Regions from separate parts of the Mus musculus genome. Here all the other regions are linked to region 7. A link is a contact called in public HiChIP or PLAC-seq and promoter capture Hi-C data. All regions are on one chromosome and are shown on one strand. The core of a region is the stretch at or near the end of the contact, and the rest is flanking DNA. Distances in the headings are between cores, read along the strand shown.

The links. Promoter capture Hi-C pulls out the DNA fragments that hold promoters and counts their contacts. HiChIP or PLAC-seq counts read pairs in DNA pulled down with a chosen protein or histone mark. Capture Hi-C pulls out chosen DNA fragments and counts their contacts.
Region 1: a contact with region 7 is called in a promoter capture Hi-C map of hippocampal neurons, with 2.9 times the contacts expected there. The contact joins the promoter of Msrb3 here to the promoter of Cand1 in region 7. A contact is called at or near these places in 2 of 39 promoter capture datasets (the 3T3-L1 cell line and hippocampal neurons) and 1 of 115 datasets of contacts at active chromatin or transcription factors (astrocytes).
Region 2: a contact with region 7 is called in a promoter capture Hi-C map of embryonic stem cells, with 6 times the contacts expected there. The contact joins the promoter of Cpsf6 here to the promoter of Cand1 in region 7. A contact is called at or near these places in 3 of 39 promoter capture datasets (embryonic stem cells, hippocampal neurons and pre-B cells), 2 of 115 datasets of contacts at active chromatin or transcription factors (astrocytes and thymic regulatory T cells) and 2 of 9 other capture datasets (adipose tissue and liver).
Region 3: a contact with region 7 is called in an H3K27ac HiChIP or PLAC-seq map of cardiomyocytes, with 10 times the contacts expected there. The contact joins the promoter of Nup107 here to the promoter of Cand1 in region 7. A contact is called at or near these places in 9 of 39 promoter capture datasets (the 3T3-L1 cell line, cranial neural crest, embryonic stem cells and 5 more), 4 of 115 datasets of contacts at active chromatin or transcription factors (cardiomyocytes, embryonic stem cells and large pre-B cells) and 2 of 9 other capture datasets (embryonic stem cells and liver).
Region 4: a promoter capture Hi-C map of hippocampal neurons shows a contact between it and region 7, with 4 times the contacts expected there. The contact joins the promoter of Wif1 here to the promoter of Cand1 in region 7. A contact is called at or near these places in 2 of 39 promoter capture datasets (the 3T3-L1 cell line and hippocampal neurons).
Region 5: a contact with region 7 is called in a promoter capture Hi-C map of adipose tissue, with 4 times the contacts expected there. The contact joins the promoter of Mdm2 here to the promoter of Cand1 in region 7. A contact is called at or near these places in 6 of 39 promoter capture datasets (the HPC-7 cell line, embryonic stem cells, hippocampal neurons and 2 more), 2 of 484 Hi-C or Micro-C datasets (brain and muscle stem cells), 5 of 115 datasets of contacts at active chromatin or transcription factors (astrocytes, embryonic forebrain, embryonic stem cells and 2 more) and 2 of 9 other capture datasets (adipose tissue and liver).
Region 6: a promoter capture Hi-C map of pre-B cells shows a contact between it and region 7, with 4 times the contacts expected there. The contact joins the promoter of Slc35e3 here to the promoter of Cand1 in region 7. A contact is called at or near these places in 6 of 39 promoter capture datasets (the C10 cell line, the HPC-7 cell line, cranial neural crest and 3 more), 6 of 115 datasets of contacts at active chromatin or transcription factors (the NIH/3T3 cell line, astrocytes, embryonic stem cells and 3 more) and 3 of 9 other capture datasets (adipose tissue, embryonic stem cells and liver).

The regions. Positions count from the first base shown.
Region 1 is chr10:120,897,195-120,900,507 of GRCm38.p6, reverse strand. Msrb3 (methionine sulfoxide reductase B3) reads left to right here and starts at 1,537. Exons shown (of 7, transcript NM_177092.4): 1 at 1,537-1,675. Gm4473 (a long non-coding RNA gene) reads right to left here and starts at 1,461. Exons shown (of 2, transcript XR_001779656.2): 1 at 1,092-1,461.
Region 2 is chr10:117,375,630-117,379,230 of GRCm38.p6, reverse strand. Cpsf6 (cleavage and polyadenylation specific factor 6) reads left to right here and starts at 2,258. Exons shown (of 10, transcript NM_001013391.2): 1 at 2,258-2,392. The coding sequence starts at 2,333.
Region 3 is chr10:117,791,358-117,794,922 of GRCm38.p6, reverse strand. Nup107 (nucleoporin 107) reads left to right here and starts at 2,218. Exons shown (of 28, transcript NM_134010.2): 1 at 2,218-2,319. The coding sequence starts at 2,312.
Region 4 is chr10:121,032,615-121,036,127 of GRCm38.p6, reverse strand. Wif1 (Wnt inhibitory factor 1) reads right to left here and starts at 2,124. Exons shown (of 10, transcript NM_011915.2): 1 at 1,638-2,124; 2 at 1,023-1,162. The coding sequence starts at 1,785.
Region 5 is chr10:117,708,859-117,712,235 of GRCm38.p6, reverse strand. It overlaps Mdm2 (transformed mouse 3T3 cell double minute 2), which reads left to right and starts at 1,478. Exons shown (of 12, transcript NM_010786.4): 1 at 1,478-1,684; 2 at 2,208-2,290; 3 at 2,452-2,536. The coding sequence starts at 2,456.
Region 6 is chr10:117,744,370-117,747,738 of GRCm38.p6, reverse strand. Slc35e3 (solute carrier family 35, member E3) reads left to right here and starts at 1,381. Exons shown (of 5, transcript NM_029875.2): 1 at 1,381-1,954; 2 at 2,744-2,854. The coding sequence starts at 1,553.
Region 7 is chr10:119,238,107-119,241,310 of GRCm38.p6, reverse strand. Cand1 (cullin associated and neddylation disassociated 1) reads left to right here and starts at 1,256. Exons shown (of 15, transcript NM_027994.1): 1 at 1,256-1,670. The coding sequence starts at 1,603.

The DNA of each region.
Region 1 (3,313 bases), core at 288-2,787, 1.7 Mb before region 7:
GATGGGAACGGGGATACTCGAGTTTCCCGTTCCTGCCCACTGTGCGTTTCAGGTACATAGCTGGATAGTAATATTAATGGGCCTTTAAAGCTCTTTGCTCTATCAGAACTCATCCAGCCTGAGTTTCCTTAGGCCATCTGCCTGTAGCTCCACCAACACTGCTAATTCGTGAAGCGAAATCTGCCCATCTGTTGGGTGTAATTCACGGGATGTTTTAGAAGCGGCCGATTGCAAATACACTATGTTTTGGCTTGGGGGCCTTCCTGTGTTGCCAGAATCGAGTTTGTTTAGAAATGAGGTTTACTAACTTTCAAATAAAGCATCTTCAAGCGCGGCGTGATGGACAAATTACCCCCCTCTAGTTCATGTTAGAATAATCCACCCTCTAAATCTGCTTGACATTTCCCCCGTCCGTGTTTGACATCAATTAATCACTTTTGCAGCATCTTAATATGCTGAGAAGTAATTGTATAACATCCCACATCTCCAGATCCTGTCAAACATTTGTTTGGGTGTGTGTGGATATATATTATAGTAATTAAGGCATAATTACATTCATTGTCTTGAGAGAGGGTCATTTGGATCTGATTAATTGTGGAGTTTAGTGCCAAAAAAAAAAAAAAAAAAAAAAAAAAAAGTCAGGTTCGCACGCGCTTGGCCTGTAATCAAACATCTGGGACTGACATTTTGGTCATCAGAGGTAGCGCCCTTAAAATACATTATCAAAGTTCCTCTTTGGACAGTGTGCAAAAGTAAGTGTGTGTGTGTGTGTGTGTGTGTGTGTGAGAGAGAGAGAGAGAGAGAGAGAGAGAGAGAGAGAGAGAGTGAGTTGGGGTTTGGGGGAGAGATTGTATCAGTGAATATTGAGTCAAGGTGAGGAGGAATGTCCTGTAAAACAGCTCTAGCTGGAGCGAAAACTTTTCCGGCCTGCTTTGACTCCATATATGGTGTTCAAGTAAAATTTCAGGGACTGCCCTTTTGCTGAATCTTACTACAACACACACACACACACACACACACACACACACACACACACACTCACTCACACACACTCACTCACACATAGTGGGGGATTATAAGGACATTCTCACCTGGACATAGTGGGTGTGGTGAGGTCCCCTCCAGGTGCGACCCCTGGGACGCAGTCGGTGGTCCTCTGTATTATGGGTATTCAGTAGGCACAAGAGCGACCATGTCACACCTTAACTGGCACTTCACAGCCTCTTTGGTACAGGCCAGGACTTTTGGTCCTTAGCTCTCAGGCGCCCTGACCCTACAGTAAAGGTCTCAGGTGGATGCTGCCAGGGGGCTCTGCTACGGGTTGCCCACGCGCGGAAGCCCTGTTCCCGCAGGGCTGGCCCGGGGCGGTGGAGGCGGCGCCGGAGGCGGGAGTTGGCGGCGGCCGCGTCCCGGGCAGCGGGCCCCGTCCGCGGCCAGCGCGCTCCGCCGTCCTCCCTCGCTTGTCTGCTATGCTCATATTTGGACTCGGCCGCCCGTGCCCAGGAATTTCCCGTCATGCCTCCCGCCGCCCCGTCTGTCGCCCGGAGCCGGGAGGGAGGAGGGATCGGACAGCGGAGGCTCGTCTTCCCCAAGAGTGCGCGGCGGACCCTCCCGTGCCCAATCGCGCTCTGCCTGGGTCTCTGCCTAGCCGCGGCCGCGGCCACCACGACGCGCGGTGAGTCCCCGCCTCGCCCCATCCGGCCCTCCGATCCCTCCGAGTCAGCCTGGGACCCGGAGTGTTTCCCCCCACCCCCACCCCCGTCCCGGGAGCGCCCGCGCCGCCCCCTCAGTCTTGAGAGTCATCCCCCTGCCGTAGAGTCTCGGCGTGGACCCCGGAGACGCTCCTCGCCAACGAGGGGACAGCGCAGAACGAGGTCAGGCGGGAGAGCCCGCGCCCCGCCGGCCGCCGCGCTGACACCTTACCCGTCCCCAACGGGAACCTGAGCCGCCGTCCTCGCGCGGGTCCTCGGGGAGGCTCAGTGAGGTGGTCGGGGGCGCGGGCTGCAGCTCCGAGGGCGCGTCTCTCTCTCTTTCGGGCCTCTCCGCAGCTGCGGCCGGGGGATAACGGGCCAGGGCGTGGGAACCAGGAAGGCGTCGCCAGGCCCCTGGGGACAGGGGCGCACCCCGGACCGGGCTGGCGGCTCATAGGCCCAAACAGGTACCAGCAAAACTCCAGGGGGCAGGTACCAGTTCTGTCTTCTTTTCAAGTGAAAACAAGCATCAGAGCCCCCCCCCCCCGCCTCCCTTTTTATTTCTTAAACTTTTCCACTGGGCTATTTCAAGTCAGACTATCTGAATAAAAAGTACTGTTCCTGCCTTTGTAGGTTATGCGATAAGTGGGGGCAATAAGGATTTAAAAGAATTTTCTTTGAATCATATGTAAAGTATTAGAGAGCTTTCTTTCTTCTTTCTCTCTCTCTTTCTTTCTTTCTTTCTTTCTTTCTTTCTTTCTTTCTTTCTTTCTTTCTTTCTTTCTTTCTTTCTTTCTTTCTTCCTATTTCCATTGCGTGTCAAAAAACTAATTATTTGAAGTCCAAAGGGGAGGTTTTAAAGGAAAATATTAAGTTGCAGGGGCTCTTGAATTTGGACAGAGTAAACAAATCAAAGCTTGATTCATTTTGTCTGGCAAGGCAAAACGTTATAATCACCAGAAACCTGGATTATGTGGGAGGTGTTAGGTGGTCGCTGTGTTGCCTATGGCTAGGATAGCCTGAACTGTCAAAATGAGGTTCGGCTAGCCAGGACACAACGCACACTTGAGTTGACAGTCGACTACACCCTGTGCAGCATAAAAGACAAAATAGGTTTTAAAGGTACTTTGATGTATAAAATGTTATCCAGGGAAGATTCTCAGGGTTATAGACTTGACGAAGTGGTTTCTCAGGACCAGTGGTACATAGTTAAGTATACCCACTGCAGTTTGTAAGTGCTTCCGTTAACAATGACGGAAGTTTTATGTTTGTTCTGGAACATTGTACTTCGGAAAGGACCCACCTTTAAATCGACTCATATTCCTGGGGCTGCTTTCTAACGCTCATTCTTGGGAATCAACGGATTCTGACTAGACATTTTATCAATGGATTTCTAAAACCTGCTGGGCTGGCTGATAAGGAACAGATTGTGCTGAAAGGGAGTGTATGAATGATTATTTGCGTGTGTGTGTGCGCGTGCGTGTGTGCGTGCGCGTGCGTGTGCATGTGTGTGCGTGTGCGTGCGTGTGCGTGTGTGTGCGCGTGTGTGTGCGTGTGTGTGTGTGTGTGTGCGTGTGTGTGCGTGATAAGTGGACTTACTTGATGTCTGTGGTCAAACAGCC
Region 2 (3,601 bases), core at 1,009-3,508, 1.9 Mb after region 7:
AGGCTGGCCATGGCCACGTGAAGGGGGTGGGGGAGGGAAGGGAATGGGGAGAGAGGCAAGAGTAAGTGAGTAAGAGACAAAAGAAGCAAGAGCCACAAATATTTTAAATTTTGAAAATTGCTAAGTAAAAAGGTACTCTGAAGTTACAATTGAAAAAAAATGGAAACATTTTATTTATTTATTTATTTATTTATTTATTTATTTATTTATTTATTTAGGTCTTTTTGAGACAGGGTCCTTCTGTGTAGCCCTGGCTGTCCTGGAACAACTCACTCTGTAGATCAGGCAGGCCTCGAACTTTGGAGACCCCAACTGCCTCATCCTCCCGAATGCCACCACTGCCTGACATCAAAACATTCTTAAGATAGTGTGTGAGCAATCACCTGGCAGAGAAGTAGAAAGGATGGGGCCTCTATAGTAAGAGTGAGTCTGCTGTTGAGGGAATTATCAGATCTCAAAATGTAGCTGAGGGATAAAGCTGAGTTTTTGACTATTTTGGTTCTGGTTTTTGAGACAAGAATTTCTCTGTGTAGCCCTGGGACCACCGCTACTCAGCATTCATTTGACTTTTTTTTTTTTTTCCTTTCCCTGAGACAGGGTTTCTCTTTGTGGCCCTTGATCTGGAACTCACGCTGTAGACCAGGCTGGCCTCGAACTCAGAAATCTGCCTGCCTCTGCCTCCCAAGTGCTGGGATTAAAGGCGTGGGCCATCATTGCCCCGCATGCATTTGACCTCTAAGTAAACAAAATTTAGAGTCTAGGATTTTTCAACAGCGGTGGCCATCGTTAAGTCCCGTTTGTACCGTGGTCAATAGCGCTGGATTCTCTTCCGGGGTCAGGGTCTGATTCCCAGCACCCATGTAGTGGTTCATAAACCTGTCTAATACCAGTCTTAGTCGACTGATGTCCTTTTTTGCGCGCTCCCAGGACACTGCACACATGTGTAGTACACAGACTGTATGCAGGCAAAACACCCCGATGTATAAAAAAGGAATTTAAAGAAATGTTTATTCAGATTAAGAGATTAGTCTCTGTGACTGCAACCAAGATTTTACAGACATCTCAAGCATAGATGTTTCTTTAGGTTTTTGATGATTTCAGACCAGTCTGCATCTGGTATTTTTGTTATTATTATTATTTTGGTTATTGTTTTGCTTTTTTGTTAATTTGTTTGGCAGGGTGGGGCTGGAAGTGAGAGCAGTCAGAGGTGCTGAGTAGATCAGAGGACTACTTAAGAGGATTTGGTTCGGTTCTCTCTACGCTCCTTGAGAGCGCTGTGGGAACTGAATTTATATCAAGCACACAGGCAGCTGAGTGACCTGGTGAGTTTTTGAACGGGAAGGAAAGAAATAGGTGGAGCCGTTGGAAATGGAGAGAGATCTCTGAATCATATATCGGCGTCAAAAGGTGTGCACTTTTACGAGCCATGTAACCCCAGTTAAATAACTTATGCTCTACGAGTCCTTAGTTCTCTCATCTGTAAAACGGGATGTTTGGACCTCAAGCCACCGTTTTAATTTCCCTTCTAGCTCAGCATTCTGAATCCAGGAGTTCGTTGATTTAGGATACATCTGCTCTGTTGTACGTGCTCTAAAAATGAGGATAGAATCCTTTGAACGATGGCTGGAGAAAACCTACAACAGAGATAAAAAGGTAAAAGCAAGGGCAATGGGGGAGGAAGGGGGAAGAGGAGGATGTGAAGGAAGGAGCGGAAAAGATGCTTACAACTGCATAAAGATAAGAGATGCAAATATGCTATATGCAAATAACTCAAAAAATTCAGTTGTCTGAAGAAGCAAGAATAAGACATTGGCCAGGACATCATATCTCGCTTTTAATTGCGTACACATAACTCTCATCTCTCGAAACCTTGGAAGCAAAAAAAAAAAAAAAAAGTAGGAAAAAAATGAAAACGCAAATATATAAATATCTATCTCTCTCTATATAGATGTATATATATCTATATCTCTCACTAGATAGATCTCTCATCTATAGATATGTAGATAGATAAATAGTGCCAGAAGCAGTTTGAAAAGACAGTCTCTGAAAACAAGCGGGTTCCATGGCATGCGGTATGGCGGGGTAGCACAGGAAATCACGCCCCTGCCCCAGCCGCGGCTTAATCCTGCACACAAAGGAACGAGTTAGCGCCTCGGAACCGCCGCGGACCTTCGGCGGGGTCCCCCGTCACCAGCAGCGGGCCGCTGCGCCCTGGTCTCCGCCCCTCGGAAGTGACGTAGGGCGCCCCGCCCCCACCGCCAGATCCGCTGCTGCTGCCTCGGCGGGCCGACCTGCAGGAGGCGGCGGCGGCGGCGGCCGAGGCCGAGGGAAGATGGCGGACGGTGTGGACCACATAGACATTTACGCGGATGTGGGTGAAGAGTTCAACCAGGTACGTGAGGGTCCGGGCTCCGCCGCCGCCGCCGCCGCAGACTGTGCCGCGGCCCGGACGCCCGGCTGACCAGGGCCGCCGCGGGCCGCGAGCCGGCTTCGCTGCAGACCGTGCGCCCTTGGCGCCTCCGGGCCGCGCCGCCGTGCGCGACGGCCCCTCAGCCCTTGTTCTCGCGCGTCGTTTTGCGGGCCGCGGGGCTCTGGAGCGCGGGGCCCGGTCGCCCTGCAGCCGCCCGCCCGGTTCCTCCGGACGGTCTCCCGCTCCATTGTTGGCTCGGTGGCGGGCGCTTCCCGCCGAGCTAGGCCGCGTGTGCGGGGCGGGGAGAACGGGCCGCCGCGCCCCCTCCCCCGCGGCCGGCCAGAGGGGAAGCCCTGGCCCGGCCGCGCGCTCGCCCGCCGCCTCCATCCCGGCCCTGCCGCCTCGGGTTCCGATTCCTCCTCCCGCCGCTCCATTTTGTGTCTCTGTCCGCGCACGGTCGCCTCATGGAAGGCCGCGTTCACAGCCCTTTGTATCCCGCGCGCCCGCTCTCCCTGGGCTCCCGCTCGCCTTTGCGACGGGTTTCGGCGTGGCGCCCGGTTCCTTGCTCGCCGGTCCCCTTAAGGGAAGGCTGCTTAGGTTTGGTTCCATCCGCAACAAGTCATCTGACTTTTGGAGCCACCGATCGCATTTAAAAGTCGGTGCGTCGGCCCGCCTTGGTCATCGAGGGTTTGCAGTGCCTCCGAGGCCCAGTCCTTGGCCTTTGTGAAGCGAAATATCGGAGAGGATAAATGGCTTGCGCCAAAGACTTGGGAGCGCGGTGGCTGGACAGAACAAAAAAGATGGTGGTATCCTAGCTTAACAGACCGGAGAGACTGAAAGGGAGACCGGCCACTCGGAATCGGAATCCTGGGTAGCGTGCCTGACAAGTCGTTGTGAACGTGACTGTAGTTTGAAAGCGAAGTGTTTGCCCTGTGGGCTCGACTTCACGGTTTGAAAGGCTGGAGAAAGTGAGACGTGTAAGGTTTTCCGGTCTCACCCGCCTGGGATGCCTAGAACCAGCGTCTCATGATGAATAAATATCCTTGGAAGGGTCTGCTTGCCAGGGTTTGGATCGTCTAGCCTCTTACTGCCCTCTAAATATTTTTTTTTTTTTAGTGCATTTCCTATATTCACGGTTTTCAAATTTACACCCCACCATATTAAAAAATTCTAAGGTACGGATGAGAACCT
Region 3 (3,565 bases), core at 969-3,468, 1.4 Mb after region 7:
ACCTCTGGAAAAACAGTCAGTGCTCTTAACCACTGAGCCGTCTCTCCAGCCCTCATGAGTGATTCTATCTTGGTGAATCTAATTTGCTGTGGCCAAATGCAGGGGGTTCATCCACACCAAAGGATTTTTATTTAGTAATTGAAACAGGAAATATCATATCTCAGGGTTATTTAATAGATGTGATGCACACACAGATATGTGTGCATGCATGTGTGGGTGTATGTGTGCACATATTCGGTGTGATATGTGTATGTGTATGACATGGTGTGCGTGTGTGTGGGGTATGTGGTGTGGCATATGTGTTGTACGTGTGCAGGCATCCATGTGTGCATGTGTGTATTTGTATGTACACTTGTGTGTTTGTGTGTAATTGTAGCATACATGGAGGTAGGGCTGAGTTTTGAGACTAGAAGACAATTTTTTTTGTGGTTGGTTTTCTCCTTCCACATTTACCAGGGGTCCAGGGACAGAAGCTAGATCATCAGGTTTGCAGGGCAAGCTGCTCCCTGGCTGGCCCTTCTAACACTATGGTTGTAATCTGGTTACTTAATAAACAGTGTCTGCTTTCAAAGTGAGGAGCAAAAAAGTAACAACTGAATTCTTCAGGCAGCTGGATGCACTGCCTTTTACTCAGACAGCTCTGGATTAGAAGGGATACTATAGTACTACTTTTTTCTTTTCTTTTGAGACTGGGTATCAAAACAAAGAAACAAACAAAACAACAACAAACTCGTACTGGCCTCTAACTTAGTAGGGCCTGAGCATGGCCCTGATTCCTGTCTGTACCTTACTCTGTGCATGGGACGGGCACAGTAAAGAAACTGCCACCGTGACTGCTCCGTTAGGGATAAGGTTTTTAATGTGGGTAAGAGAGAGAAAAGATCCAGAGGCACCTGGAAGTGCCCAGAGCGGAGAGAAAAAGAAACAGGCTGGACATGGCCAGGGCCGGGGAAGCTAGAGAATGGGAGAGAATAGTTACATCAGCAAGAGATGGGAGTCAGGACAGAACACACCCAGACACCAAATGCTCAGCACAAAGGAAATGTATTACCCAAGACGGACAAGCAGAAGGTGTTGCCTCCGTCTGGATCGGCCAAAGAAGGCAGCAGGTGTCTCTGCAGGAGAAAGGGGGAAGGCTGTGCTAGGATGAGTTGGTAAGTCCTAAGTGGACATGTTAGCCAGCTAGTGAATTTTGATAGTTGGACCTCGGAGTTTTAGTCAGGCATAAGGATGTGGCCAAATAAGGGAAGAGACCTTGGTGGCTAGGTTTAGGAATGTAATCTAACGGTTTAGCAAGGGAGAGGGGAAGGGAGAGGGCCACACCTGCTGGTGATGTGTCTGCAATGTCTGCGCCTGTTGGAGCTCTTCAAGATAGTTTTGTGTGCAAGATGAGAGAGCAGAGACTAGAAATTAGTGCAGAGTCGGGATTGTGGGGACAAGTAGCTAAGAAGACCGAAGGAAAACGCATTACAGGAGTTCCTGAGGAATGCTGGCGTTTATCTAACCGCCAGAAATCAGAAATGGTTCAGCCAGAGCTCATTTCTAGATATTTGGAGGGCCTGAGACCTAACATTTTTGAGGTACTGGAACAGGTAAGTATTCCCACGCCCAAAACTTTTAAAATTTATGATAATAACAGCAACAATAATAATTGCTATTATTACTATCGTCAGGCTTTCTTAGTGCAGGCTTGCTTCAAAATCGTGGTTCTTCCTCCTGCCTCAGCCTCCCATGTGGCTTTCTTATGCTTTGCTTTTTTTATTGGATTTCTTAAAAAACGGCTGATTCCGTAAAAGAGAAATAAATAACGAGAGAAAACAACCTCAAAACCCGTCCAGTGAGGTTACACCACAGTTCAAAGAGGTGAGCGCCCCGAGACAGGCCAGATCCCGTAAAGTGGCGCTGAACCGCAAACAAGAACGCTGAATGCAGACTCTTCAACAGATTCCTAAAGTCCAGGTTATAGACTTCCGGCTTCCCAGAACAACGCCCCACCCAGACCACGCCCACAAGCCAGGCTCAGGCGACATACCCAAGCTCCGCCCCTTTCCCCGCCCCCTTCCTGCCTGGCCGGCACCACCCAGCCACGCAGTCACTCCCTGGCACACTTCCGCGCCTGCGCCCACTGAGCCTGCGGCTGGAGACGAAAGTCGCGCATGCGCCGAGCGGGAACATTGTTTCTCTGGGACTGGCTTAGCCAGGCCGCGCTTCCGGGTCGAAGGGTGTGCTTCCGGAGAGCGGGAAGGCTGAAACGCGGCGGCCAGGCTGCAGTCAAAGAGTTGCAAGGTTCTAGGCGGAGACCGCTGAAGCCATGGACAGGTCAGTCCTGGTAGGGACGCCTCGGCCGAGACTGGGGCTCTCGCCTGTTAGCGACGTAACCGCCTCCGCGGCCAGGGATTTGGCCCTCGGTGGAGGAATGGACGCTTGGCGCGATTGGAGCGGGGATGTGAGAATGCGGATCCCCGGGGTTCCACGCCGCGCCTCCCGGGTCTTCTCGGCGCTCGCTCCGAAGTGTGCGGGGGTCTGTGATGGTCCCGCATTCGAAATGCGAAATGAAGCAGTTCGAGCTCAGGGCCATCAGCCGCACTGACAGTTCAGCCCAGACGTCCTCAGCGTGGTTTTATTGCGGTTATTAAGTCATGTCAGCTGTACGTTATTGGGTAACGGTGGTCAGCTTAGACTTTAAAGTGCCGGCCCTAGGGAGTTGAATTTCTCCCTCCCTCTCAAATGATTTATGCTCGCCTGACACGAAGATGGGTTGTTTAAGGCCCTTGGCATCGGGGAGTAGATTGTGTAGTGAAGACAGTCGAGCAGTGTAATACGATGTATTTATACTGTACTGCGGGGAAAATAAATGAAGGAGATGTTTTATCTCCCTGTCACAGGAGTTTCAGGCAAACCTATAAAAGTAACTTGCTAGCTGGTCTTTTGAGTAATAATAGCACATTATTGATACTGAAAACATTGTGCTAGGGGTTATCTTATGTGTGTTCCTTAAGCTTTAAGTGGCACATTTAGTTTTAGAGCAATCCCGTGAGGATCTTATCTATATAGAACAGTGAGCCTGTAAGAGATTTAAGGAATGGCATAGTTAAATAGAACCCTGTTATGGGGCTGGGGATATAGCTCAGTGGTAGAGTGCTTGCGTAGTAACCCTTAGGTTCTGGGGGGGGAAAGAGAAACATTACCAGCAGGGACCTTTGAATCTCCATAAAGCTGTTTGATGAATAACTTAAGTAGATAGATGAACATCCAGTGACAGGGGAACACATATAGACCTCTGTAAAAGAAACATACTCAGATATAAAGTCATGAAAAATGTTCACGCTTGTGTGGCTGAATGCTCCCAGCAATGCGGATGGACTTGATGGGCAGAACTAAATTAGGATGGTGGTGTAAATACTGTGCTGGTGAGTGTTAGCTTGAGTCTGCAGAGAAGAGGAAGCTGGCTGGAGATTTTAAGTGGAAGAAAGGTGTACTAGAAGGATAATTAAAATCAACCCCCATGGTTTAGTTTATAAGCTGTCAGATGACAGTGCTGGAGGCCCATAGCACTGTGCTAAGA
Region 4 (3,513 bases), core at 875-3,374, 1.8 Mb before region 7:
TTAAAAATAGAACAAACTTGAGGATAAAAAGACAGCTGAAGTGGTCATGACTGCAGTGTAATAGGCAGTTGCAGGGCACCAATGTGGTTTCCTGATTTAGCATGGTTGCTTTTTATAAAGTGTTTTCTTGATTGCATCCTTCTTGAAAATGGCTATTTAAGTAATTTTAGAATTAAAAAAAAAAACCTGAAAATGTGCAGTTAATTATAGTTACAATAGTTTTCATAGCAGACACATTTTTACCAACTAATGAGCAGAATTTATCCTGTGCACTTGTCCTCTAGACAATTTTAAAGTCACACAAACATCCTACCCTTCCCAAATCAGAGGACATTAATACAGTCCTGCAGATCTATAAAAGGTAACTTAGAAGGCCTTGCATGCTAAGTACTGAGAGGAACGCTTTGGTGACATAGACTTTTTTCTCTTTTATTTCCATAGGGAAGCATTTTGAGTGGTCGCTTCAGAAAATCAGTAGTCTTTATTTTTCATAATTTTATATTACTTTTTTTGAGTCTCTGAACTTCTACAAGAAATGTGTGGTATCTGCAGCACTCAGCATATCAGCCTTCTAAAATTCATGTCAAGAATACCTACGAACTTATTTTGTTGTGAAGTATGAATCCCATCACAAATGATTATCAGTTAGTATTGAAAGTCTTCTAAATACTTTGTTAATGTTTTAATATCAGTGATTACAGAAACACCATGATATGGATATTTGGGGTCTTTATACTCAAAACCTCAGGATACCAAATCTTATTAAAGTAATGATCGTGAGTACATTGACCCTTAGAGTTCTCCATTTACTTGGCAACTTTAAATACATTGGAACTGATCCCTTGTGTGCTCTGGCAACCAGGCAAGAACTTGTATGGAATTTTAAATGGTATACATCACACCACTATTATTACTACGGGCCACCGGAGCTACATCACACACCATTATTATTACTATGGGCCACGGGAGAATTGAAATACAAAAGAGTGCCTTTTCTCTACCGCTCTGTTATCAGAACTTACCTGCCCCGCAGCTTGCCAGGTAAAATTCATGGAGTGGATATTGACAGGAATGGCTGGCATTCTTTGTTGGGCTTTCCTGAAATCATGTGTAAAGGGGGCCATTTTCCCCTCCGAGACAATCAGAATGTCTTCTTCAAATCCTGTTGTGTAAATAATAAACAAACCTATCAAACTAGTTGCGTTTCTAAGAAACAGACGTTTCATGTAGAAAGCAAAACCCCTGGGAACCAGTGCAGGTCACTGCTTTTCATAAAGCACCTGCCTTTGATACCAACAACAGTACCAGAGTTATTTTTCCTCTCTCTGTGGTAAAAAAAAAAAAAAAAAAAAAAAAAAAAAAAAAAAAAAAAAGTGCTTACAGTGAAGTAAGCGGGTGCCACCGCTGGATTCCTGTTACAAATCTGCAGTCAGGACTAGCAACAGCAGGGCTGGGATGTTGGGTCGGCTTTGCTTTTTTGAGAAAAAAATCTCATAAGCCTCTAAATAGAGAATCCTGATTTTTAAAAAGAGGGGGCAGTCACCCTTGAAGTTGTTTTAAAACACACTCGGTGCACGTGTCTCCGCTCTAATGGAAAAACTGAGGACCACTGGGAAGGTGCAGATGCCGGACCTTACCTATGAGCACTCTAGCCTGATGGGCGTCGATCCACAGGTACAAGCTCTCCTCAGGTGGCTGCCCTGCATCCGCTCGCAGCAGGAGCAGGCAAGGTAGGATGCTCCAGAGCCGGAGCGCGAAAGCAGGGAAGGCTCTTCTCCGAGCCATGGTGCTCAGGACCTTCTCGCTGGTGGTGCAACTCCTGCCGCAGCGACCCAACCTGTGCTGCTTGTGAAGTTCTCGCCTTGGCTGCAGCTGGCGGGGCTGGAGCTGTTCCTACTTAAACGACTGGGCGTGCAAGTCTCCAGTCTCCGTTGCGAGTGAGCCTGGGAGTGCTGGAGAGGAGGGAGCAAGGAGGGAGTGGATGCGCGGCCGCGTAGAAAGAGGTGGGGGCTGGAGGGAGAGGGGGACGCAGAGACACGATGCTGGCAAAGCTGGCAATGCCAGCACGTCCCACAGCGCCAGCAGCTAGAGGAGCACACTCGAGAGGGAGGAACCGCGGGAACTGCTGGCAAAAGGCGAGCACTGAGAGCGGCCGGTGGTGTGCAGGCGGTCGCCACTAGGGAGCGCTGCGGAGCCGCGGGGGCGGGGCCGCGGTACCCGGTAGACCCCGCTCGCCTGCGCCAGGTGAATGAAAACGGGGACACAACCAAGAAACACACCCAAAGGGACTTCTGGGTCATCACTCAGGCCTCCTGCCGCCCGAAGAGACACGTGTGGATGGCCGGGGTGCTATAAACAAACAAACAAAAAAATCTGGGCTCGATTCGTGGTCAAAGATAAATTCCGTTTAACAGTGGAGCTAACGGAAAGCACATAGCCAGCCCACCCTTTCTCTTCGAACTACATTTCAGACTGCATCTCTGTGTGCCTGTCTGCAAACTCTGACTTCTCTAGCTGACAGTTTGCGCTCTCGCTCTCTCTCTCCTAGGAAGTTAAATACTGAGACTCCACAGGCTAGTCGGGCTACTGCAGGCGCTGGTCCTCGCAGGACGTTCATTTATTTCTGCACTGGACAGACACCCGACAGGTGGCGTGGTTTGTCTTCTTGATAACCCAGTTGCACCCGGAATAGTTCCCTAGGACCTCGATGATAGCTGTAATCCCTTTCCCCCCATCCCTGCTCTACGACGGTAGGACTCCCCTTAAAATTGGATTTGGGGGAAAACATTAGGAGGCTCACGCCCAGTCTCTGAAATCTTAGGCGCTTGAGGGTAAGACTGAGGGTCTGGTGGGAGAGCACTTAGCTAGCGGCGGCTTGCAGCATTACCTCTGCACGGAAGGCTTTTTTGCCTGCCTCCTTGAACGTACAGAGAAAGCAGAAACAAATGGTTTTTCAAAAACACAGAAAGTTTTCAGACCCCGGAAAAGCTTTGTTTACTTTTTTTTTTTTTTTTTTTTTTGCACCCAGTGGCTTTCTAGCAAATGCCCCCCAAGGATCTAGACTCTGGCGCTGGGCTGTGTTCCCTTCTGTCCTTTGTAGAGCGGTGGGTCTCTCAGCAGGGGATGGCAAAAACAGAAACTACAGAATAGAAGCCGGACTTGGACGCGTACATGTTCAACAAATGTTAGGTCACAAGCATATTTTTTTAAAAGAAGGAGGAATGGGAAGGGAGGAGGAGGAGGAGAGAAGGAGGAGGAGGAGGAGGAGGAGGAGGAGGAGGAGGAGGAAGAGGAGAAGAAGAGGAAGAAGAAGAAGAAGAAGAAGAAGAAGAAGAAGAAGAAGAAGAAGAAGAAGAAGAAGAAGAAGAAGAAACATGTGTTAAAACTGTGAAATCTGTGTAGGTATCTAACAGATTGGTAGGAAGGTATTGTGTTTGGGAGTTAGACACGAAGACTGTCCATTGTGACTGTGAACTCCATGAAGCTTCATTTTAAAAATTCTTCTCAGGCAGC
Region 5 (3,377 bases), core at 229-2,728, 1.5 Mb after region 7:
GTCAGTAAGAAGTGGCAAGCCCCAAAGAACGAAATTACCTTTCTCCTTTAGGTAGGTTATCAATGTTACTCAAATTAGCTTTAAATTGCTCAACTCAAGCTATCCTCCTGCCTCAGCTTCCTGATTATCTTTGACTGTGCAAATGTGCCACCACCCCTGGTTTTAAGTCCTTTAAGATCTGGGGCTTTTGCTTTGGGGACCGAGGACTGAACAATGCAGGACCTTCTCGGTGCCACACACCCTCCGTTCTTAGATGTACCTTAAAAGGTGGACCCAGACGGCTGTTGCTCTGTACCTGGGATTACACGCACACCATTATATCTGGCCTTATCAATGCTTTTCTTTGACCTGCGTCCACACTGCCTAAAGCAGCGTCCAGGCCAAACTCCTATACCTTATAATGCTATCTTGGGCCCTCAAGATGACTAACAATTAGAAAGTTTGTAAACACTGGAGTGTATGTGTTGAAAAGGCCAGGCTGATTTCATGACAAGTTTCAAACTGGCAGTTAAGGGGACTAGGCCTAAATCTCTGTTTCCAAGAACTGGGCAATTCCGGGCAAGTCCGGGCCTCAGAAGCTGCCCCGCCTGAGGCAAGGACAATGGGTCAGCAGCAGTTTCCAGACTTTCTCAGCCAAAAGTTTCCAGCCCTCTCACCCCGGGAATGGAATGTCCCTAAAGATGGACCCAATAGATTAACATAGAGGTCACCTATCCCAGAATTCGCTAATATGCTTTATGTCAGGTCTGCAAACTCACTTGGGTGTCTCTATCTTAGTAATGGGGAGAGGAGACACCAGAATGCTGACTTCTGCAGATTAAAACATTCTTTGCGTTTACATACTATGAGCCCAAGGTGTCATGGACCCTAACAGTCTTTGAATTTTTTTTTTTAATTTTAACTTTAATTATGTGTATGTCTGTGCACACAGGTGCGGTTGCTCATGGAGACCAGAAGAGTGTGTTGAGTACCCTGCAATGACAGAATTTGTGTGGCGTGAGTGACTGAAAACCTAAAAAGGAGCTGTATGCACTCTTGACCATGGAGCTATTCATTTTTTATTCATTATTATTTATTCACTTTCCACCCCGCTCTCCGTTCCCTTCTGGGACACCCCCTTCTCACAATTTCCTCCCCGTCCCACTCCACCCTCTCTCACCTTGCCTATTTTTAAAGTCTTAAAAAAAAATCACTCATTTGTATACAACTTCAGCTGCTGGCGGGATGGATTTAAAAATACTACCCAGCTGTTAGTCTTGCTTTTCTTTTGGTAGCAGCAGCAGTCGGATAGGAACTTGCCTAGCGACCATTGCGGTTTCGAGCGGTAAACACAACCGCGCGGCCCCTCCCCACCTCCTGCGCGCTCCGGCACCGGGCGGCCGCTAAGCCCCGCCCCCCGCCTCCTATTGGTCCAGGAGGCGGCGTCGGGCGTGCGCGCGCGCACGCCCCGATGCCCGGATGGCCCGTGGCTTCCGGCGTTCTCTCCGCGGACGGTAGGGGGCGCTCGTCACAGAACTCTGCTTTGTTAACGGGGCCTCCGGGGCCAGCGTAGCCTAGGAGCGGCCGGTGAGGAGCCGCCGCCTTCTCGTCGCTCGAGCTCTGGAGCGACCATGGTCGCTCAGGCCCCGGCCGCGGGGCCTCCGCGCTCCCCGTGAAGGGTCGGAAGATGCGCGGGAAGTAGCAGGTACCCGCTCCGTGGGCGGCGGAGAGTCCCGATCATTCCCTCTTTTCCGCGCCCTCCGGGGCCTACTCGTAACCCGGGCCGGCTCGTGGGGTCGCGGGGCACGAGGCTGGGCGACCGTTTGCCCGCGCTGGGCCCTGATGTCATTCTGCGGCCGGGGGTGTGCGTGTGGGTGGGAGTGGGGGGTGGGGTGGGAGATGGCGCGGTTAGCACGGCGCATGCGCGGGAGGGGACGGAGGGAGGGGGAGGAGGGAAGAGCGGGGGTCTCCCAGCAGGCCCCGCGCGCGGGGGGCCCGCTCCGGGGTCGCGCTGGGCTCGTTGCTGGGGTCCAGGAGGTGACAGGTGCCTGGTCCCGGACTCGCCGGGATGCGGCTTCCGGGACGGGTGGGACTGGGCTGGGCCGAGTTGACTCAGCTCTTCCTGTGGGGCTGGTCAAGTTGGGACACGTCCGGCGTCGGCTGTCGGAGGAGCTAAGTCCTGACATGTCTCCAGCTGGGGTTATTTAAACGCTGCCCCGTTTCCGCAGCCGTCTGCTGGGCGAGCGGGAGACCGACCGGACACCCCTGGGGGACCCTCTCGGATCACCGCGCTTCTCCTGCGGGCCTCCAGGTAAGGGACAGCTCGCCGACGTCGTTTTGCATTTGAGAGCTATTGCCGAAAGACGTTTTCTGTCTCCTTCGTAAATGCATGTATCTATTTGTCCCTTTTCGTAGATGTTTTATAATTTCAAGTTTTTATCGTGTGTGTTGTTGTTTTTTTTCTACTTGTAGGCCAATGTGCAATACCAACATGTCTGTGTCTACCGAGGGTGCTGCAAGCACCTCACAGATTCCAGCTTCGGAACAAGAGACTCTGGTTGGTATTTCTGCCTCGAGTGTGTAAATATAGCTTGTTTTACCAGGTAATCGAGGAAACAAAATTGAAACCTGGATTATCGCACAGTCGTTTTAAGTATTTACCTACAAACTCTTAACTTTCTCGATTGCAATTGCATTAGAGAGTGGTCACTGCGACCTATATTTCCACAGCCCTTCCCCTGACGCAGGCTTTAGAAGTGCACAGTGTGTGGGTGCTGCTGGTTGTGACATGATGTTCTATCACTGTTCTAAATGGTAAACCGAAAGTCATAGAAGCATCCGTGCTTTTTGTGAGGATTTTAGTTATGAGAGGAATGCATAAAATATATAAAGTTCCAGTCTTTGCTCTGTATCTCTTTAAGTTTTCTACTTTATATTAGCATATAAAGGTGTTCTACAGCTTGTCAGTAAGTTACAAAATTACTTTTAATAGCTGCATAGGATTTGATAATGCGATTGAACCTCAGCCTTTAGAATGTGTGTGTATGCAAGTACTGTACTACTGAGCTGAGCGACAGTCTCAGGCTCACGACTACTGGGGGATGTAAAAGTTGCCCATGTGTTTGAGTAAAGTAAGGGTGAGGAAGATAGGGAACTAGAATCCTACGTCCTGGTAACCACATTTGATTGCAGACTGCTCACTCTGCTCAGCAGAGGTCATGGCCGTCTTCGATCCTGCCAGCACGAATATTGCCAGCCCTCGTTTTCCCTTTCTGATGTAATTTCATACATATTTGTGGAGAATACATGTATGCAAGTTAAGTCAGTTCCTACGGTTACTGCTCTGTGGAGTAAAATGTATTGTTTCAGTGGGCATGTCCCAGATCTCCAGTTAAACA
Region 6 (3,369 bases), core at 132-2,631, 1.5 Mb after region 7:
CGGTACGAAAGAGGAACGTAGCTGATATGACGGCATCTGGTAAAGGTGCTTGCTTCCCAAACCCTACAGCATGAATTCAGTCCATCTGGTGGACGGAGAGAACTGACTCCGAGTTATCCTCTGACCGTCACACAGGCACCCATACACACACACACACACACACACACACACACACACACACACACACACACACACACGTAATTAACTGTGGAAAATTCATCAAAGAGTCTCTTGTGCCTCTGATGCAAAGACCTTCTTTTCAGTGCCAATTAGAAAAAAACGGTATCCTGGAGAAAACGGGCAGAGACATAAGCAAACAGATCATAAAAACCTATGAAATAGTGTCCAAAACTTAAAACTACACATTAGTTGCAAGGCATGTGACACTTCAATGGGTGGAAGCAGGGAGATCCGTTCTGTGTCATCCTTAGCTCTGTAGAGACTTCCAAGTCTGCTCTATTTAATCCCTGTAACATTGTAAAAGTGGGGGGTCCACGTTTTCAATCAGTGTGGACAGACTTTGAGTTGGTATTTGACGTTTGCAGATGAGAAATACCACTCTCATATTGTAACAGTGTGAATAAAAGTGAATATTGAGATCGAGTCTAGCCTGAATGAGTTCTCGGCCTCGAAAAACAAAACCAAAAATATATAATTTTTCACTTCCTCTCCAGCTCTGTAACTTTGAAACTGGACTGCATGCTTGCTACTATAATATGCCTCTTAGAAGTGCAATTAATATCTTGGGCATACAGGTAAATGTACTTGCTTCTTAGGTTTTACTAAAAAAAAAAAAAAACTTCGTGGGTAAAAAATTCTGTGGTTTAAAGTTTTTCGAGGCAAATACGCCAAAATATGTTTAAATCTACAGTAGACGACAGTTAGTTGTCCATCCACTCTTACCTGTTTAGACGGTTATTTTTGGTTTTTCGAGACAGGGTTTCTCTGTATAGCCCTGGCTGTCCTGGAACTCACTCTGTAGACCAGGCTGGCCTCGAACTCAGAAATCCGCCTGCCTCTGCCTCCTGAGTGCTGGAATTAAAGGCGTGCGCCACCACCGCCCGGCCTGTTTAGACTTTTAAAGATATTTTAAAATATGCTTTCAGTAAGTAATGCTCTGCCCCCCTTCAGAGGATTAAAACAGCTCAGCAACGTGGAGAGTAAAACTGGCGGGGAATCTGCGCCTCCCAGTAAGTCGGGGAATCGGCCACAGAAACTAATCTTCCCTGGGAGCCAAGGGCTTCCCTCCAGCCGAGTTAAGCAACCCAGCGGAGCGCCGAGCGCGCCTGCGCGGCGGAATCACGTGGCTGCGCGGGGGCGGGGCTGGGAGGAGCCGTGGCGGACCCGCTCGGAGGGCGGCGGCCTATTACCTCGCGGCGCAGCGACCGGGACCCGGCTGGCGCATGCCTGTCTCCGGCCGGACCGTGGAGCGGGCGGCTGCGGGCGCGCGGCGGCGGAGAGCCGGGACAGCGGGAGAGCGTCCGAGCGCCCCGCGGGGAGGCTGGACAGCCCGGGCTCGGCCGAGGACGCTGCTCCGCAGCCGGCGGGCATCATGGCATCGCTGGCGGACCGGGTCCGGGGCAACGGGCGCATCGCCGCCGGGCTCCTGTTCAACCTGCTGGTGTCCATCTGCATCGTGTTCCTCAACAAATGGATCTATGTACACCACGGCTTCCCCAACATGAGCCTGACCCTGGTGCACTTCGTGGTCACCTGGCTGGGCTTGTACATCTGCCAGAAACTGAACATCTTTGCCCCCAAAAGTCTGCCGCTCTCCAAGCTCCTCCTCCTGGCCCTCAGCTTCTGTGGCTTTGTGGTCTTCACCAACCTTTCTCTGCAGAACAACACCATAGGCACCTATCAGCTGGCCAAGGCCATGACCACGCCGGTGATCATAGCCATCCAAACCTTCTGGTACCAGAAGAGATTCTCCGTCAGAATACAGCTCACGCTGGTGAGTAGCTGCCGCTGCCGCTGCGCGAGCCTGTCCCTGCCCAGCTACCTGGCTGCCTTTCTCCCCGGGAAAACTGAATACACCTTGCTTATAGCCTGGCACGACGGAAGCCCATTCCCATAATCTTTACTCCACACACGAGCCAGGCCCTTATAAGAAGCTTGTTTGGGGAGGGGTGGAAAAGGCCATCTCGACACTCCGCTGCTATTTAGTAAATGGGTGTGTTCCTGATAGAAATCTTTAACTGCTGGGATTGATGAGGGAGAGAGCTGCCTTAATGGAACAGTTCAGTGTGTCAGGATATCTGCGAAAGCTCAACCTGGAAAGAAAAGAATATCCCCAGGAAATCGAACCAGAAGTGATAAACATGAAATGGTTTAGCATAAAATACCTCGGAATACACCTTCAGTGGCACACTGCTGGGGTGCCTTGTGTTTACATAAAAGGAGATTCGTTAAAATAACATTAGCACTTAGTGGTTTTTTCGTTTTTCCAGTCATAATGCTTTCCTCCTTCCTTGTTTATGCTTATGTGTTAAGTACTGGTTTGGGGGATTATTTTATTCCCTGTAAATGTGTGTCCTGTTTCCTTACAAAGCACAACGCACGGATTCATATTTTCTTCCAGATGTAGAGTTGTATGTGAATCTCTGTAGAGAAGGATTGGCAGTTTTCCCCAAAGAAAACTTACAGTGCTCCCCCACCCCAGCCCCACTGTTATGTTTCCTTAGTGTTGTAAGACATCATTCTTGAATTTAATCTCACAGCATTTGCCTCTTTGTCTTTGCAGATTCCTATTACTGTAGGTGTAATCCTAAATTCTTATTACGATGTGAAGTTTCATTCGCTTGGAATGGTGTTTGCCGCCCTTGGTGTGGTAGTCACGTCCCTTTATCAAGTGGTTGGTAACTTTTTTTTTTCTTTTTGTGCCTTTTTAGTAGACTTTGTAAATTTTGAAGCTGTAACCCAAGGTTTAGAGACTACAAGTATAGAGACAACAGACATGAGAAGAAAGCGTAACTGAGGAGGTGACGAGAGCAGAGGAGACAGCAGCTCAGGTGTGCGATGCCCACCAAGTGTCCAATTGTAAGCGCACGGTACCCCTGCTTAAGCGCAGCTGGGGACAAACTTCTTGGAAGTCTTCACAAAATGAGCAGTAAGGTTTTGCTTCCTAAGTTCATCGGTCGCATGTGTCATTTACTCTTTGATTATAAAGTCACTTGGGTGAAACACACACACTTCCAAACTTTTGAACATGAAAAAAATTCAGATGTGCATATTTTAAACTCAGAAGAAGTGTTGGTGTTACGACTTGCTCATGGGCCTCTGATAACTTGTCTGTGTCCGTAGAGAGTTTTCTAGGCTTTTAGCTTCCTGTGCAAGCAGGAGGCCTTGCCTGTAGCCAATAATCAGTTA
Region 7 (3,204 bases), core at 7-2,506:
CTCTGATCCTTCCAACTCTTCTTTGGGCTATTTGTGAAATACTGAACGGTTAGGGAAACTTGGAGAGTAAACAAACAGTTGTACATGTCACCTCTGATCTCTGGTGGTTGTGTTGGTGTATCCGAGCACATAGGAAAACTTAGATTTCATAACTAAGTGCACAGAAGCCGACTATTGAAAGATGTAGGCTCAGAGCACAATCTGCAATGATACTTCCCCACCACCTCCCCTATTTGCGACAGGTTTGCACTAGATACCCCTAACTGGCCTAGGATTCGATTTAGAGACCAAGCTAGCTTTTATACTTGAGACCCACAAGGCTCTCCTACACTTGCCTCTACTGATCAGGGATTAGAGGCGTGCACCATCCATGTTTGGCATTGGGAGAGAATCCTTACTAGGACCTAAATGGAACAGAAAAAAAGTGGCTCCGGGATGAATAAAAGGATTACGTCCAAACTGTGGCCCTGAGGCCTTTTAGCGGAGCAAAGATTAGTACTAAGGTTCGACTAGGCCCCTACCAAAACACTGAATTTTGCAAGGCGCTTGCCCAAAACAACATGAGGACGGGGGTGGGGGTGGGAGTGGGCGATGTTTTCAGGGAAACAGACACTTTAGAAACAGCACACGCCGATGGAAAGATTTTATTTAGCATAACCCGCGTTGCCTGCCTGCAAATCCCAGCATTCTCTCCGACCACGGGAACCAATAAAGAAACTCCAGGTTCAAAGAGCCAATCACGTCCTTCGTGTGTCCCCAATTGAATTGTGGGAGTCGTAGTTCTCACGTGGCAACCATACAGCATGGTTGTTAGGGGACAGTTTCGGCCACGCGTACCGTTCGGAAAGAGAGCTCATTTTTCCATTGCACCCCTTGGCCTCCAGGCCAGCTCTTAGCATCATCACCCACAAGCCCCACGCGCTTTCAAACGCATAGACCTTCCTTCTTAATGTCGCAGGGAGGAGCAAGGAGCGTTTGCAGAACTCCGGCCTTGGACGCTCACTGCCCGTCCTTTAACCGTCGCTTTAAGGTCTCGCGAGAAGAGCCCCTCGAGGCGTTGCCATTCCGCCCGAAAGGCGGCCCGTGCGAAGACAGACAGCCGGCCGGGCCAACGGGAGCGTCCCTGTAAACCGCGACTGCGCAGAGTGCGCCGGGCAGCCCCGGTGACCTCCGACCCCGCCTCCCCGCAGCGCCCTGCGTCGGCCGCCCCCGCCCTCCTAGCGAAGGAGGCGGGCTTTGGCCTCTTGCCCTAGGGAGCGAGTGCGGAGGGAGTGGGAGCGAGGCGGCCCGAACGCAAGTGTCTGGCTTCCCGGCGAGGCCCAAGCCGTCCGTCCCGCCGCCCATGAGCTCGGCGCCCCGCGAGCAGCGCCGTCGTTAGGCCGTCCCCGTCACTCACTCTCGGCCTCCCCTACCTCCCCCCCGGGGCAGCCATTCCCCTCCCCATCCCCGTCTGGCCGGGGACTGGACGTCGCGTCGGAGCGCCTTCCCCAGTCCGCGTCGCGGTGCGACCCTGGAAGCGGGCGCCGCCGCCAAGGAGAGGAGGAGCCCCGGCCGCGGGGCCCAGCAGCCACTGAGCCAGCAGGCGGGATCGAGGCCGGCAACATGGCGAGCGCTTCGTACCACATCTCCAACTTGCTGGAGAAAATGACATCCAGCGACAAGGACTTCAGGTGAGGCTGAAATCCGACCCTCGCCCCACCTCGGGGTGGGGGAGAGGTGGAGGGCGGCCGCCGCCCGGGCCTCGCGACAGGCCCTGCCCCACCCCTCGGTCCGGCGGGTCTCCAGCCACCCCCTCCCCCATCTCCCCGCTAGGCCGTTGTCCGCTCTGGCCGCCCGGGGCTGGTCCGCGTCCCGGCGTCCCTGGCGCATCCTTTGTCCACCCCCAGGGACGCGTCCCAGGTAGCGCCCGGGCCCGAAGGCACGGGCTGCGCGGGAGGGAAGGAGTTTTTCCCGGGCGGGCGGGTGGCCGGGCCTAGTCCCCGGCCCTCCCGAGGCGCCAGGCCATCCCGGCGCTGGGGGACAAGCTGCCGCTCTCCAGCCACTCAGCCGCCGCCTGGCTTTTTCCCGCGGATGGGAAATGGGTGCCACGATCAACTTTCTCCGAGGCCTTCGCTGATTGGATTGTATACTTTCTCTTTGGATCCTTCTCTTTGGCGAAGGTGGCCAGAAGGGGGAGGGGAGCCCGGCTTGGTGGGGGGGAAACTTGGCCTGCAGGGTTTTCCCGCCAGCATCCCTGTCACTTTTCTCCGGCCGAGTGAAAGCCACGCAGGATCTTGGGGTTTCGGTCTCACATCCCTATACAGAGTCATGGCCAGAGGGCTGGATTGCCAAGCAAACCAATCTTGAAAAGAGAGGCTGGTGAGCCATGAAGCTTAATCATAGAGTTGTGTTCTGCAAGACCTGGACCATTGGTTCTTAGTCCCGTGCATATCGAAGGTGTTATATTTTCACACAGTCGCCTCGTCTGTTTTTTTCATGCTACACTGATTGTTAACACACACACCACGCCTAATCCTTCACAAATAAGCCCTCTGTCAAAAGAAAAAAGGCTATTTTTTTGATACCTAAGTTTTCCTCTGTAATGCCTTGGGCCATAGTACAGTTTTGTGTGCATTTAGACTAAAGAACAAGTAATCTTTGGTTAAAATTAGTCTAGGAGCTTGGTTTTTGTTCTGTGAACTCTTAACACCTGAAGGTTTGTCCAAATCCTATCTGAAGCAATTTTCCCACTGGTGAAAGGGGAACTCCGGGGAAAATAATGCCTTTGTTCCTAGGTAAAGTCATAAGTGCGCAGTGAACTACATACAGGGTCGTTTCTCTGACTCCAAACCACCAAGAATTTGATATATATGTATGTATACCTACCTACCTATGGAGTTTCTGAGTCTTACATTTCCATTTTTAAAAAAGTTTCCCCTGAGGATGATGTGGGGAGAGAGTGGCGTGTTTGTCGGGAGCACTTTGAAGCTTGGGTTGGATCTCCAGGTGAAGGTGGAGGGGGTTGCACTTAGACTGCTGAGGACGAGGGAGAGCCTGGTTCCTTCTGGATCCTTGCTCACTCACTCACAGTTGACGTTGTCAATGAATGAATGAAACAGCCAGGATTGTAAGCTCTCGGTTGTATAAGGTGTGGGTGTCACTCCCTGGGGGTGTCTTCCCCGTCTTCCTGTAGCAGTGCTGAGTTTCCCCTCTGATTCCATTTAA